3 separate regions of the Mus musculus genome follow, and regions 1 and 3 are each linked to region 2. Evidence: chromatin contacts called from public promoter capture Hi-C data. All regions are on one chromosome and are shown on one strand. The core of a region is the stretch at or near the end of the contact, and the rest is flanking DNA. Distances in the headings are between cores, read along the strand shown.

What was found. Promoter capture Hi-C pulls out the DNA fragments that hold promoters and counts their contacts. Capture Hi-C pulls out chosen DNA fragments and counts their contacts.
Region 1: a contact with region 2 is called in a promoter capture Hi-C map of liver, with 2.9 times the contacts expected there. The contact joins the promoter of Trim7 here to the promoter of Btnl9 in region 2. A contact is called at or near these places in 6 of 39 promoter capture datasets (the 3T3-L1 cell line, the HPC-7 cell line, maxillary cranial neural crest and 2 more), 3 of 115 datasets of contacts at active chromatin or transcription factors (bone marrow-derived macrophages, embryonic midbrain and stem cell-derived neural progenitor cells) and 3 of 9 other capture datasets (adipose tissue, liver and pancreatic islet).
Region 3: a contact with region 2 is called in a promoter capture Hi-C map of liver, with 9 times the contacts expected there. The contact joins the promoter of Irgm1 here to the promoter of Btnl9 in region 2. A contact is called at or near these places in 25 of 39 promoter capture datasets (the 3T3-L1 cell line, 3T3-L1-derived adipocytes, the C10 cell line and 16 more), 1 of 15 datasets of contacts at CTCF or cohesin (the NIH/3T3 cell line), 73 of 484 Hi-C or Micro-C datasets (B cells, the Ba/F3 cell line, the C2C12 cell line and 47 more), 19 of 115 datasets of contacts at active chromatin or transcription factors (the HPC-7 cell line, T-cell acute lymphoblastic leukemia, acute myeloid leukemia and 15 more) and 5 of 9 other capture datasets (adipose tissue, embryonic stem cells, liver and 2 more).

The regions. Positions count from the first base shown.
Region 1 is chr11:48,835,826-48,839,685 of GRCm38.p6, reverse strand. Trim7 (tripartite motif-containing 7) reads right to left here and starts at 2,215. Exons shown (of 7, transcript NM_001347446.1): 1 at 1,641-2,215; 2 at 754-849. The coding sequence starts at 2,159.
Region 2 is chr11:49,184,532-49,189,038 of GRCm38.p6, reverse strand. It overlaps Btnl9 (butyrophilin-like 9), which reads left to right and starts at 1,950. Exons shown (of 10, transcript NM_172793.2): 1 at 1,950-2,051.
Region 3 is chr11:48,868,725-48,873,236 of GRCm38.p6, reverse strand. It overlaps Irgm1 (immunity-related GTPase family M member 1), which reads left to right and starts at 1,817. Exons shown (of 3, transcript NM_008326.2): 1 at 1,817-2,143; 2 at 4,457-4,512.

The DNA of each region.
Region 1 (3,860 bases), core at 966-3,465, 350 kb after region 2:
TCCCAGTTTCATAAACAAATGACCTTGCCTTAAAAGGCACTCGTGGTTCCTCCTTTCATTCTCAGGCACCTTTGAGCCAAGAACTGAATTTGTGAGGTAGAAAATGATAGTGACTCGTGTTTGTCCATAGTAACCAAAACAAGTCCCCAAGCCACAGTGCTCTGCCAGGAACAGCTCTGATCCCTCCTCAGCATCAGCACAAAGGGCTTCTCTGTGCAGTTTTGCTATCCTGGAACTCATGCTGAAGACCAGGCTGGCCTCGAACTCACAGTGATCTGCCGGCCTTGACTCAATGTGCTGGGATTAAAGGAATGTGCCCCCACTGCCCAGCCAGAAACCTCTAATTCTTAAATTAAAGCTCAGAAAACAAAACGTTTTCCTCACTGTTTTTTTTCCTCCTGTGGCAGAACATGCCTCAGGCATGTGTGGCTCCTCACCGTATGTTCCTACTTAATATGACGTGTTTCTGTGAAGAAATGCTAATGCATTCAAATTACAAGATGCTGCTACAGGTCCTAACTGGTTTGTTACGAATGACTGTGCACCCTAAAGATGAATTGAACAGCTCTAGTTTATATTATAAATTATATAGTCAACCTCTGTAATGTATACCATATTGTCTTTCTGAAATCCACCCTACTGTTTCAACCATATTCTCTCTCTCTCTCTCTCTCTCTCTCTCTCTCTCTCTCTCTCTCTCTCTCTCTCTGCCTTGGTCATCCACAACCCTATGCTTCTCACACTTGGACTCACTAGAAGCTCCTTGCTCTCCCTCTCCTCTGTTGACCGGAACGCTTCATAGTCTTCCAGTACCTTCTTCAAGGCCCTCAGCCTGGAATCCAGCAACTCCTGTGGTAGAAGGAAGACACGTGGTCAGAAAATTCTGGATACCCTCTCGTGTACTTTCCTAGAACCATCCAGGAGAAAGCCAAGATTCTGCTCTCAGGAGCAGGAGACTGGATAGATACCATCTCTGGCTATGGGGTGAACAGAGACTTGCAGACTAAGCCTATTGGTGCAGAACAAATGCAGGGGAACTCCAAAGGTCCGGGAGTCTCACTTCCTCAAGGGCATCAATCACGTGGTCTGCGGTGAGAATCGAGACTCCCACCTTGGTTCGGTCTATCTTATCTTCAGCTCTCCTCTCATCCTGTAGGAAGGCTGGAGCACAACAGGGCAGCAGAGACTGGGAGCTGCACACGCCTCTTGTGCCGCAGCCTATCGAGGGACAGACTAAAAGGGAAGATGCCCAGAACCAATGGGCTTCACAGCCCTTCAGACAGACCACCTAACCCAGGACGCTATTCTGTGTTCTTCCTCTTTGAACTTGGTACTTTGTGTAGTGCCACGCCCCTGGGAACGCAGTAGGAGTGTGGCAGTGGATATGTGGGCGTGACAAACAGAATTTCTCCTGGGCAGAGTTACATTAGCGGTTGGGGACAGACAAGATTTCAAGTCCCTGGGGCCATCTTCCAGGCCTCCAGGCATCGGGCTCTGAGGGACGAGAAGAGATGAGGGGAAAACAGTTTTAGAAAGAGAAAAAGGAGACCGGGGCTTTTCTGTAGGACCCTGCCTGCAGTCCGCAAGGAGAGCTGGGAGGGCTGGAGCAGAGCCAGGGCTCCGGGACATCCTGCACCCACCTTGGCCTCCTGCACCGCCTCCTCCAGCGGCAGCACGGCGTGCGAACGGTGCTCGCGGGCGCGGTCGCACACCACGCAAATGGCGCGGCCGTCGTCTTGGCAGTAGAGCTTAAGTTGCTCTCCGTGTTGGGAGCACCGCGCAGCCGCCGCCCGGGCAGGCACCGCTGGAGTCCCGCGCTCCCCGGGGGCGGTGGGGGGCAGGCTGAAGCGCCGAAGGAGCGAGGCCACCGCGGCCAGCTGTCGATTGGGTCGCAGCTGGCTGGGGCGCGCGGGCTCGCGGCACTGAGGACAGGGCAGTGGGCAGGGCAGCGTGCGGGTCGCCGTGCCGGTCCCAGCTCCGGGACGCTCCCAGCAGCGCATAATACAGGCTCGGCAGAAGCTGTGGCCGCATTCGACTGACACCGGCTCCCGGAAAAACTCTAGGCAGATGGAGCACGTCGCCTCGCCTTGGAGCTCTGCCGCTAGGGCCAGCGCCTCGGCTCCTGCGTTCGGCCCGGTCCGCGGCCCCACAGTCGCCATCCGTGTCCTTAGTACATTCGAGTCTTGTGGCTTTGGGGAGGTCCCTGGATGCTACTGTCCAAGCTGGGCTGAGCTCCGAGTACCCACTGGGCGAGGAGGGGCGGGGCCGGCAGCGGGCAAGCTGAGACGTGAGCCGAGGGTGCACCCAGCTGAGAATGGAGGCAGGTGCTGCCCTTTCTCTGGGTTCCCAAAGCCACCACCCTAGCCCCGATCTCCCTTTTGTCGACCCCCCTTCCACCGCCTTTCTAGGCCGCCCAGTATGGCCCAGTCAGCAGTAGGGAACTGTCGGGGACAGGTGAGCGCGCAAGGCCAGCTGGGCTCCACTCCCAGTAGCTGACCTAGGCTGACCCTGCCCTACAGGGGCAAAGGCCTGGCTCCCGGGACAAGGTGTCTGGTTCCCCGCATACCGACTCATCCTGGCACTGCGCTGAGCTAAACTTAGGGTCTGGAATTTGGCTCTACCTCCTCATCCCAAGCGTGGCCTTTTGTCCACTTTTGTAACTACATCATCTCTTACAGTTATCCCTTTAATTTTGAACAAGTAATACAGCCATTTACCCTCATTTCATTCAGAATCCACACCTACCCCAAATCCCTCTGTCTCTCCCCAGCTGGTATACAGCTGGGTTCCAGGGACCGTTTTGTTTTTGTTTTTGGAGTAGTTTTTCTATCCTTTCATTCTGGAGGCCACTTGGGTCAAGCTTCTTTCTCTGCCTCTCTCAAAACCTCTCTTGTCAATGTCTCTATCCACTCGCCCAATTCTAACCGAGAGTTGCAAACCTCACCTCTCTGGTGTGTCTGTCCTTCCTCACAGCATTTTCTCCTCGCCACTCGGGATGCTACCACCTCCATTTCTCTCCGGTCTATGACCTCCTACTTTCTTCTTGGGTTCTAGAGTCCCCCACTCGGCTCCTTGCCCTGGTTCAATCCCCCGGCCTCAGTCACCACACTCTACAATCGCTTCCATTTTTAAAAAATTTTTTTAACTTTAGAGAACCCTTTCAGAGCCCATGTCTCCACAGTATCCATCAGAGCCCTCTGCTCAAACCCCACCAGTGAGTGGCTGCTAACTCCCAGGAAAGAAGTTGAAGTCTTCATAATAACCTCAAGGCTCTTGCTTGACTCTCCTCTTCCACCATGGGACGTTTTAAATTTTCTGCAAACTCACCTACAATTATTTTGAAGATAAGGAACATTATTAGGTCAGTTGAAGAAACAAGTGAATCCCTGGACTAAAGAATGGCCACCGGTTTCAGGCACAGGACAACTGATGGTGAGCTAAGGCTCTTCTGGTTCACCAAGAACTCAGAGTCATGACATCGAGGACCTTCGGTGATGTGTTATTTGCTGGGCCTGGTGGCACAGACCTGTAAATCACAGCGTTAAAGGGCACGGGGTCAGGAGTTCAAGGTCATCCCTTGTCATAGCCATCCCATCCCCCATGGTCAGCTTGGGTTATATGAAACCCAGCTTCAAAAAAAAAAAAAAAAAAAAAGTTTTTTTCTGTGGAACTCTCAAGTATCTCGCTTATGCCTTTGCAGTTTTTATTTTAACTTGGTCACTTTTTCTATCCAAATCTCTCATTCACATACAATATGTAATCCAGTGTGGCAAAGACCTCTTGAGTATACAGCAGAGCACCTGACTCACGGGGACACCATATTGAAGCAGTTTGATTAGTTTATGGTTGACCTGCGACTG
Region 2 (4,507 bases), core at 701-3,200:
ACTTCCCTCCAAGTTGCATCTATGGGACCCTGTAATAGTTGCATCCACAGCAGCTTTCTTATTACCAATCACAGGAATGATTCCTGGAATACAGAGAGTGGCCTGTATAATTACTATAGTATATAATTAGTAGTAAAACTACTAATATTATAGCAAAAATATTATCAGAAATTAACCCAGAGATGGTTGAATTTAGAGTCACAGTTTTACAAAATAAAGCTACTATAGATAATTTGTTGCTGGAGCATTATTTTGGTTGTCAACAATTTCCTGACATGTTTCTTTATTGTGTTAGATTTCTCTCACATTACAGAAGGTCAAATTCATGATTTGCATAAAGAGATAAAATCTCTCAAGTGACCTCTGAATACCCATCATGTTAAGATGGCTTTGCCCTTTCCTTGATTCTCTGTTAGCTATTATTATAATTATTTTATCCTTGCCTGTGTTAGTTAGTTATACCAGCCATGAAGGTAATGCATTCAACCTTGGACTCTATTACAACCATAATTTTTCTTTAAAAAGTAAAAACGAGGGAGATATAGGCGGCCCAGAGGTCCTTGTGCTCACAGATAAGCACCTGGGGAGTCTGGAGTGCTAAACACAGGATTGATCCTTCGAAAGAAGGAAGTCATAACCCGTTAGCTGCCCAGAAGGCTGGCAGCAGACACGGTCAATAGCCTAATGACCTTTGTACTGTCTGTGAGTCTGAGACCCCACAGGACCCTCCCCCAGACCCTTATCATAAGCTTGTTTTTCTCAATCCATAGAGCCTATTTTCTTTTTGGAAGGCATCATATGCACTTTACACAGATTTCCATTGCAGGCACATTTATTTATGTGTAGGGCATTCATATGCCTAAAATAAACCACTTGGGGGTAAAACGCCCAAAGTTTGAACCAATATCGGCTGCTTAATTGTGTTGAACCAAACTACCTTCTCGGCTCCTATGGACCATACTCTGCAGGCTATGGCGGTCTCAGAGACCCCCTGCACGAAGACTGGGAAGAAAGAAGTGTGCACATGGGAAGAGGTCAAGTCCACCCATCAGAGGCAGGAATTTTGAGTAGGATCTTGGAAAGAGTGCCGATTGGTAGGAAAGAGACCTATAGAATGCCATGCGCATGGGCGGAGCGTGTGACACAGCTTTGCCTTCCGGCTCCGTGGAGAGATTAGGAGGATCTCCACATGGAGAATGCAGAGAGAGGACTGTGGGAAAGCAAGAGCAAGGGGTGAAGGTTAAGTGACTGGAGAGTCTTGAAGAGGAAGGACACACTTTATAGAACAAACTCAAGAGAAGGGTAGATTCGCCACCTCTAGCAGCCTCTCTTCTGTTCGCATTCAGCTTCATGTAGAGTGCAGCTTCACTGCAGAAATGCTTATACCCCACTGTTTCCGCGCTGTATATGAACGCTGTTCTAAGTCTGCTTGTGACAGTGTTCCCAGGAGGTTTCCGCCGGGTGTTTCCCTGCAGAGAGGGATATGATGGGTTAAGTCAGAGCTGGGCACAAGCACTTCCCAACTTCTAATGGAGACTGCAGTCTGTCTCAGTGTTACTGGGAAGCTAGAGGGGCTGGCCTTGGACCACCATCCAGCCTCCCTGGATATCCAGCTTGATCTATCCAGAAATCCTGGATGGCCAGCTTGGGCATTCTTTTTCTCTTCTTAGCCACCTGCAGATGCAGCCTGTTCTAACGAAGTTCCCAGGCACCTTTGGCCTCTTTTTAAGACACTGGAGGGTCATTTTCTATGGGAACTTAGCTTGAGATTTTTTTCCACGAGGACGGGATATGACGGAGACTTCCTCGTTTTGTTCTATCTATCTTGGTTTTTATAACAAAGGGCAGAACCAATAGTTTATGTCCTAAGGTGAAAGGTGGGCGAGTAATTTTGTCACCAGTGAGCTGCATCCTCTTCCTGAACCCAGCTGCCAGCCCACATCCAAAGCAGCTTAGCATCAGGGACTAACATTTCACAATCACCCCCTTTAGAGGGAGGTGAGATTGCCAGCATCCCTCTACCGCTTGGATCTTCTTCTGTTACCTGAAAGGTACGTGGCTCCTTTGCAACACTTGTATGAACCTTCTAGAAACAGAAAGCAGAAAAAGATAGAAAGCACCCTAGGGGAAGCACAGCATAGGTGGAATCACATATGCTCTCATCACCCAGTTCTGGTGGTTTGGTTGCTGGGGTGCGTGGGATGTTTTGGTTGTCTTAGGGGAGATGCCCATTCAGGCTGGCTCCTCTGAGGAGGCAAAGTTCCGATGCATCCTTTTCCCCTGCAGATGAAAAGGGTTCATTCTTTTGGTCCTCCCTTCTTAAAGTGACTCAGCTCTTTATGAGGATGGAAATCCTCTTATAGACCAAGTAAAATCACACTGATGCAAGCTAGTGGGCAGTAGAGGGCACTGGAGTGGGAAAGGATTAGGAAGTGCGCAGGTCTCATTTGCCCTTTGGAACTTATGGGGATAAACTGCAAGATGAAATGTACCGATTGTGGTTTGCAAAACAACAGTGCAGAACAGCAGACGTGAGAGGTGGGCTTCAGTACTACAGTGTGCACGAGCTCTGTGTCCTTCATAGCTTCAGAAAGTAGCATCCCAAGGGATCACCGGGACAACTTAGCTAGGTCTGAGGCCTCTTCACCGAGGTCTCCATCTTCCACCACCACCACACCCCAATTCAGCGTGTCTAGCTTTCTCCTTTCTCCAGCCAAACTTCTCCACCTGGATCAGACTCTGGAGCCCGTGGCAACCTTGGCACACGTGGTGAAAACTAGAAAGTGTTTCTCCTTGGGGGAAGCTGTGGGAAGGATCAAAGCCTTTAACTGAAGGGAAGGTGGAGAGGAGCCTTGAGGTGGGGAGTAGTGTGGTGAATGGCACACAAAGTCACTTTAGGAAACTCTCTTCTTGTCCCTTCAGGAAATTTCCAGGCTTCCAATTACAGGCTATCCAGCAGATACCCCTGAATATTGAACAGATACTGAAGTCCCATGACTCCTGTCTAAAAGGCTGATGACAAAGTCTTGGGGACACTTTGGTTTAAGCTTTCATTCTTTTTCTTTGGCAGTAAAATTTAAATTCATCATTTGTGACCTAGTTTCTTCTTTAGTGCGGGTGGGTATGGCACTGCTTGAGGCTGGGTGCCTCATAACAGCATGATGGTTTGTAGTTATTGATGCAAATGAAATCAGAAGCCAGACCTGACACAGCACAGCTGGGGAGAGGCTGGGAGAGAAAAACAGATGCTGTAAACAACAGCTGAGGAAGAAATCTCCCTCTGCCACCTCTAGCTGTGTGTGAAGGTGTCCCACATGCCTCAGCTTACCTACCTATAATTTGGGCTTTTTGGTAAAAGTAGTAGTAATACTGACGGAATATGTGAGTGTTCAATAAGTAAGTATTTAATTTATGTTTATTGCTTGTGGGAATTTACATGGTGTGTGTGTGTGTGTGTGTGTGTGTGTGTGTGTGTGTGTGTGTGTACTCTTTTCTAGTCACTTCAGGAAGTTTCCAGACTACTGGCTTTCGATTAAAGGCTATCCAATAGCTATCCCTGAGTAGTGAACAGACACTGAGTACCTGTGACTCCTGTCTGTGAAGAGGCTGGTGACAAAGTTATTACTACCTTCATCAATAAGCCTATATTACAAGTTGGGAAATTGAATCATGTGGGACACTTTCACACACAGTTAGAGGTGATAGAGTGGAGCTTCTACCTCAGTGTGTGTGTGTGTGTGTGTGTGTGTGTGTGTGTGTGTGTGTGTGTGCGTGTGTTCACGTATACACCTTATATTTTAACCTTTTTCCCCCCATAGCTTCAGTGATGGCAATCACGTGTTTATCACAACAGAGAAATGACTACAGATAGCAATTCTGGAACATGCTACCCCATTTACTTGCCCCTTGGGGAAGAACAAACTGTCCTTAGCTAACAAGAGCTACCACTTCACGTACTTGCCCCTTTGGAAGGAACACACTTTCCCTCTAGGCTGACAAGAGCTACCACTTAACACAGTTGACTAAGTCCTCACATTGTAGCTCATCCAAACAGACCACTGCATATGCCCCAGTGCTTGCTTTGCAAGGTGCTATCTGGGTGGTGATGTTCCTAGTGTGGCTTTGCTCTCTTGGGACTCTAAGCTGTGTCTGGCCCATAAGAACAAGGCATGAAAGGGAAGGGAAGACAAGGTGAGTGACAAACACAAAGTCAGTGTGGCTTCGGATGCCTTGCTGCCACTTTGCAGAGCTGTCACTGACATGCACGTGCCCACTTCTGTCATCAGCCACAGTGGACAAGGCACATTACTGTCCCTTTGGAGCTTTCATCTTTGCCCAGGACTTCTGGTCTTGTTAGTTATCGCACAAATAATAATCTCAGTATATTCAGACCATCAAAACAGATAGGTTGGCTCCAGAGGGGAATGAGCCTTCCTCCCTCTAAAGAGTCCATCTGAAACACAATTGGTGTGGCCCTTACTTGCTCCTCTGCCTTATCTCTGCAACC
Region 3 (4,512 bases), core at 568-3,067, 320 kb after region 2:
AGTCCCCACACTTCGGTGTCAGAGAAAAGTAAACAGAGAAATGCCTATACTGTGCTTTTGTAACTGTTGACTCTTCCTTTCCTTTCTACAGTGAATGAATGATTAACCAGAGTAAGAACCTGGTACTAAGACAGGATCTTGATTAACTCAGCCTTTGCTCGTCTTGATAGTTCATGCTTTTAGCTCCAGCACTCAGGAAGCAGATGCAGGTAAACTCCGTAAGTTCAAGGCCAGCCTGGTCTACACAGAGAGTAGGTTAGGGAAGCCAAAGATTCTCGGCCAGTGACATTTTTAAGGACAGACCGCCTGTGTTCTGATTATTGACTGTGTACACACAGCATCCTGCCCTGAGGAATCTTTACCTGACACCCAGTTATAACAAACCCTGCTGTGCCCAGCCTCAGTTCCTCCGCAGGAGCAAGAGCCTGAGAGAACTAACTCTGAGCTCAAGGGAGACCCTGGCCCTGGGGAAACACAAAGTGCTGAGTTGAAATGCTGGCTCACTGAGACAGAAGGTTCCAGAAACTCTCTTCCTGGCCTTCCTGTACTGTGCTCAGACCTGTTCCTGTTTGTTCTTATAGAAATCACATAAAGAAAGCAGGACATACAGATTGTCCAGTCTCTCAAAGACAGACATTGAAACTAGCCTGCTTTCTCCTCAGGCTTTGAGGAGAAGCTGAGGGCTTAGAGGAATCAAACAAGGACAGATCCTGGCTATCACTCAAGGCCTCCAGTTCATTAAACAACAGCTCACACTTGTTCCTCTTCTCAGCAACTCAGTCTTTTCCGGTAAGGAGAAAGAGAAAGCCACCAGCGCCGGTAGAGGATCACATTACTGGTCACTTGGAGGGGTGACAAAGGGCTCCTTGTGACCAGAGGATCACATTGCCCAAACCTCTGGGCAATACTGAGCCTGTAATGGGCAGAAGTAGAGTTTGGAACACTGGTTAGTGCCTGTGTGAGGAGCCGCCTCATTCCTCCTGGCCCAATCTGTCTCCCTCTCGCAGTGACTATGGAACAGGCTCAGCTCTGCCCCTCTTTGCTGTGCAGTAAGAACTCACCGGTAGGTACAGAAGAGCAGCAGAGAGAATAACAGCCGCCCGACACTCTGAAAGCTACTTGGCTCCTCTTCGCTGCCCCCTCTGTCACTGTGACCGTGGCCGGTTGCTTTAAAAAAAAAAAATTCTGTTTTTCTTCATGAAAACGTTACACAGGGGTCAGTGCTTCTATGCCATGGTCAAAGCGTCCAGCCCCTGCGTTTACTCTCTAATAATCTACCTCCTAGATCTGAGGAAAATGAAGTATGTCCCCTCTCAGCTCATACCCTCTTCCCTCTCAAACACTAACGAGGACAAGAACCCGATTCTCGACTCCCTGGTGCTCTGACATTCTCCTTTATATAGAGAGGTGTGATTAATCAAGTGAGCCGGCAAACGGGGTAAACGATCATACAGAACAAGGTCTCAGTGCAGCCTCCAAGCTCGGGGTGGCCTGAGGTTGCTGGGTCTGGAGGTTAGCATTGCCCAGGGCCAGCATCTCCACAGGTGGTATCCACGGAAAGAAGTAGCAGGTTCAGACACTGGAAGGTCTGACGCGGGGCTGGCTGTTAAAGTCCCTAAACAGACACAACTCCAACCCCAACGCCCCCACCCTCCACTTCCACCACCACCTCCAATCCCTCATCCCGACCCCTGTTGACGGTGAGTCAGCACAGCAGGGTTCTGCTCCTCTTTGAAGACTACTATGCAGCCCGCCCAGCCTAATCCTGAAAACTAGCCTGTTTCAAGAAATAGAAACCGAAACTGATTCTCAATTCGAGTCCGTCCCCCCCCCGCTCCCCCGCTGGGCCCAGGCAGGCATATCTCCGGTCTAGAAAGTGCAGGACAAAAAGCAAGGTCTGCTCGAAGACCAGAAGCTGAAAGAAAATCCACGCGATCAGACCTCCTCTTGGTTCGTCTCCTCTCAGAAGGACTCCAGACCTCTGCATCTCATCTCTCAACATCCGGGTCTATATTCCAGTTTTGGATCTCTACATAGGGAACTTCTGCCGGAGGACAGCAACGTTTTTGTCCTAGGAAGAAAGGGGTGACGTTCCAGGAAGGCCACTAACATCGAATCACACATAATAACTCCTCTGGATCAGGTAAGTAAAAGTCTCTTAAATGTAGCTTGGCCACCCCCAATCTAATATGAATCCCCCAATATAATATGAACGGTAAAACCGTGAAAACAGGTCATGTGACCTTGGGGTCTGGTTTCTTTTGCTCAGGCAGTGTCCACAGCAGAGCCTCACTTTGACTGTCTAGTACCACACAGCCCTGCTGTATCTTTGCTGTTCAGATATATCTAAACCACCAGCCTGGAGGCAAATGCGTACCTCACCTTATTTCTGGCCTTGTGGTTCTTCTAATGCTGGCTAAATTTGAAGGAGGGCAGAGCGTGCCAACCCATATTCTCTTGGAATTTAAGATAGCGTCTCTTCATAGCTCCACAAAATAAACGCCCAGGATTAGAATGGACCACAGGCAATATCTAGGATACATGAAAAAAATAGGGGGGGGGGGAGGTTTGTTTCTTATCTGGACTACCCATGGAATAGGAATCTCAGAGTAGGTTTTGAGTATAAGGTATCATAGTGACCTTTTTGTCTGACTCCATTAAAATGTTTTATTTGCATTGGAGAAAGTGTCTCTGTTTAAGGAACCACCTCCTTCACTAGTCTGTAAGTTTATAGTTAATGAGATGGGAGCTTTTCAAATACCATCTTCCCAGAGCATGTGGGTTCAGTACTGTCCCCATTCACCGTGAGCAAGTTTATCACACTTTCCAAAGATAAATAAATATCAGAGGGAATTGTGTGGTCCCTGCTACCTTTCATGCAGCTATGGGCAAGTGTGTGCGAGCATGCTCTCCGTTCTGTGTCGGTTGCGAGACTCGAAAGACATTTCCTCACGGGTCTCATCCTCTTTCCCAGATTGACAGCCACAAGGATCTATATTCTTCTTTGGGGATCTTCGCCCCTGTGCAGAGAGGTGAAATAGGAGTATAATCTGGTCATGATCCTCAAAAAAGGAAGTGGAGGGTCACTTGAATCCCAGAAAGAATTCTAAGGGCTCTTTGTAAATACTGGGTTGGAGTTCTGAGGCACGGTATCCCAAGGCTGTCCACACCAACATTCCTGTGTGGCTCCTGGAGGATCCTGCAGCTTCATACAGTTATCCATGCCCTTTCCCAGTCTGCTTGTAATGTATGGACTTCAGCAGCCCTCCTGAGAGTTACTGGCTCCTGCGTGCAGCTGTGACCTGCACCATCCCGGGTGTGCAGGCAGGTCCAGGGTCCAGCACCGGGTGCTCTCGGGTGTGCAGGCAGGTGGGAAGTCTCCATCTACAGTCACAGTTACATAAATAGTTCTGAGAAAGCATGGTTTGCTCTCATCTTCTACTCTGGTGAGTGGAACTCAGTTAAGTAAAACCAATACAGAACTAGACCCTGGCTAATGATAGGTGAGATGGAGGGGAGAGAATTGCCTTGAGGACAAGACACTACTGAATGTCACACAGCTTCTTGTCTGTGTACCCCGTCTCTGCACCCCATTACAGAATGTTTTCAACCCCTGAAGTTTGTCCAGCTTCATCCCCCTGGCTTCCAGCCAGCTTTGTCTCAGACTTTATCACCAGCCCACTCTGGTGCCTATACACCCAGCTCAGGGCCCCTTGACACTGAAGCAGGAAGTACAGCCCTGGATATTCCGTAGCTTGGCCAGTCTGACATGAGAACTGCTGGAGGGGGACCCTGAATGGCTTCTATAGTCAAAGGCTGGACAGGCTGGCAGCCCCTATGCAGATGTGATATGTGACGGCAACCTTTCCCATGTCCTCCCTCTCACTGAATTCTGGACATCTTTGTAGTTATTTGATAAAGCACCTTGGTCTGTTGATGAGTTTAACCCTAAACCAAGTTCTATAGAGTTGGAGAAGCTGGGGAGAGCTCCTTTATCAGTGTAGTTCAGTTATGTGGTGCTTATAAGAGAGGGCAGAAAAATTGGTCTCCAACATTATGAAATGTGTGTCCATATAAAGGGTAAGTGACAATTGGTGGCAGTGAGTAGATCAAGGTTTCCAAACAAAACCCCTCAGCATGCATCAAATCCTCTGTTTAGTAGGACTGTCTTCATCGTAAAGACAGAAACGTGGAGTCATATTGCAGGGATCAGCCTTTGGATTTCTTACATACTCTGTGTATAGTTCAGGACTTAGACACAGTATACACAGGTTCTTAGACACAGTGTTATAGCCCTGTAATCTCAGCACTAGGGAAACCAAGATAGGACGATCATAAGTTTCAGGTCAGCCTGGGCTACAAAGGAAGACCCTGGGGGAAAAAAAAAGACTATTTTTTCATATGTCCCTGTTTCTTTGCCCACAATCAACAATAATGAATACCACTTATCTAATAGGGTTTGAGGAGTATTAAGTGAGATAAGGCATTCGAAGGAACCAACTCAGATTCACA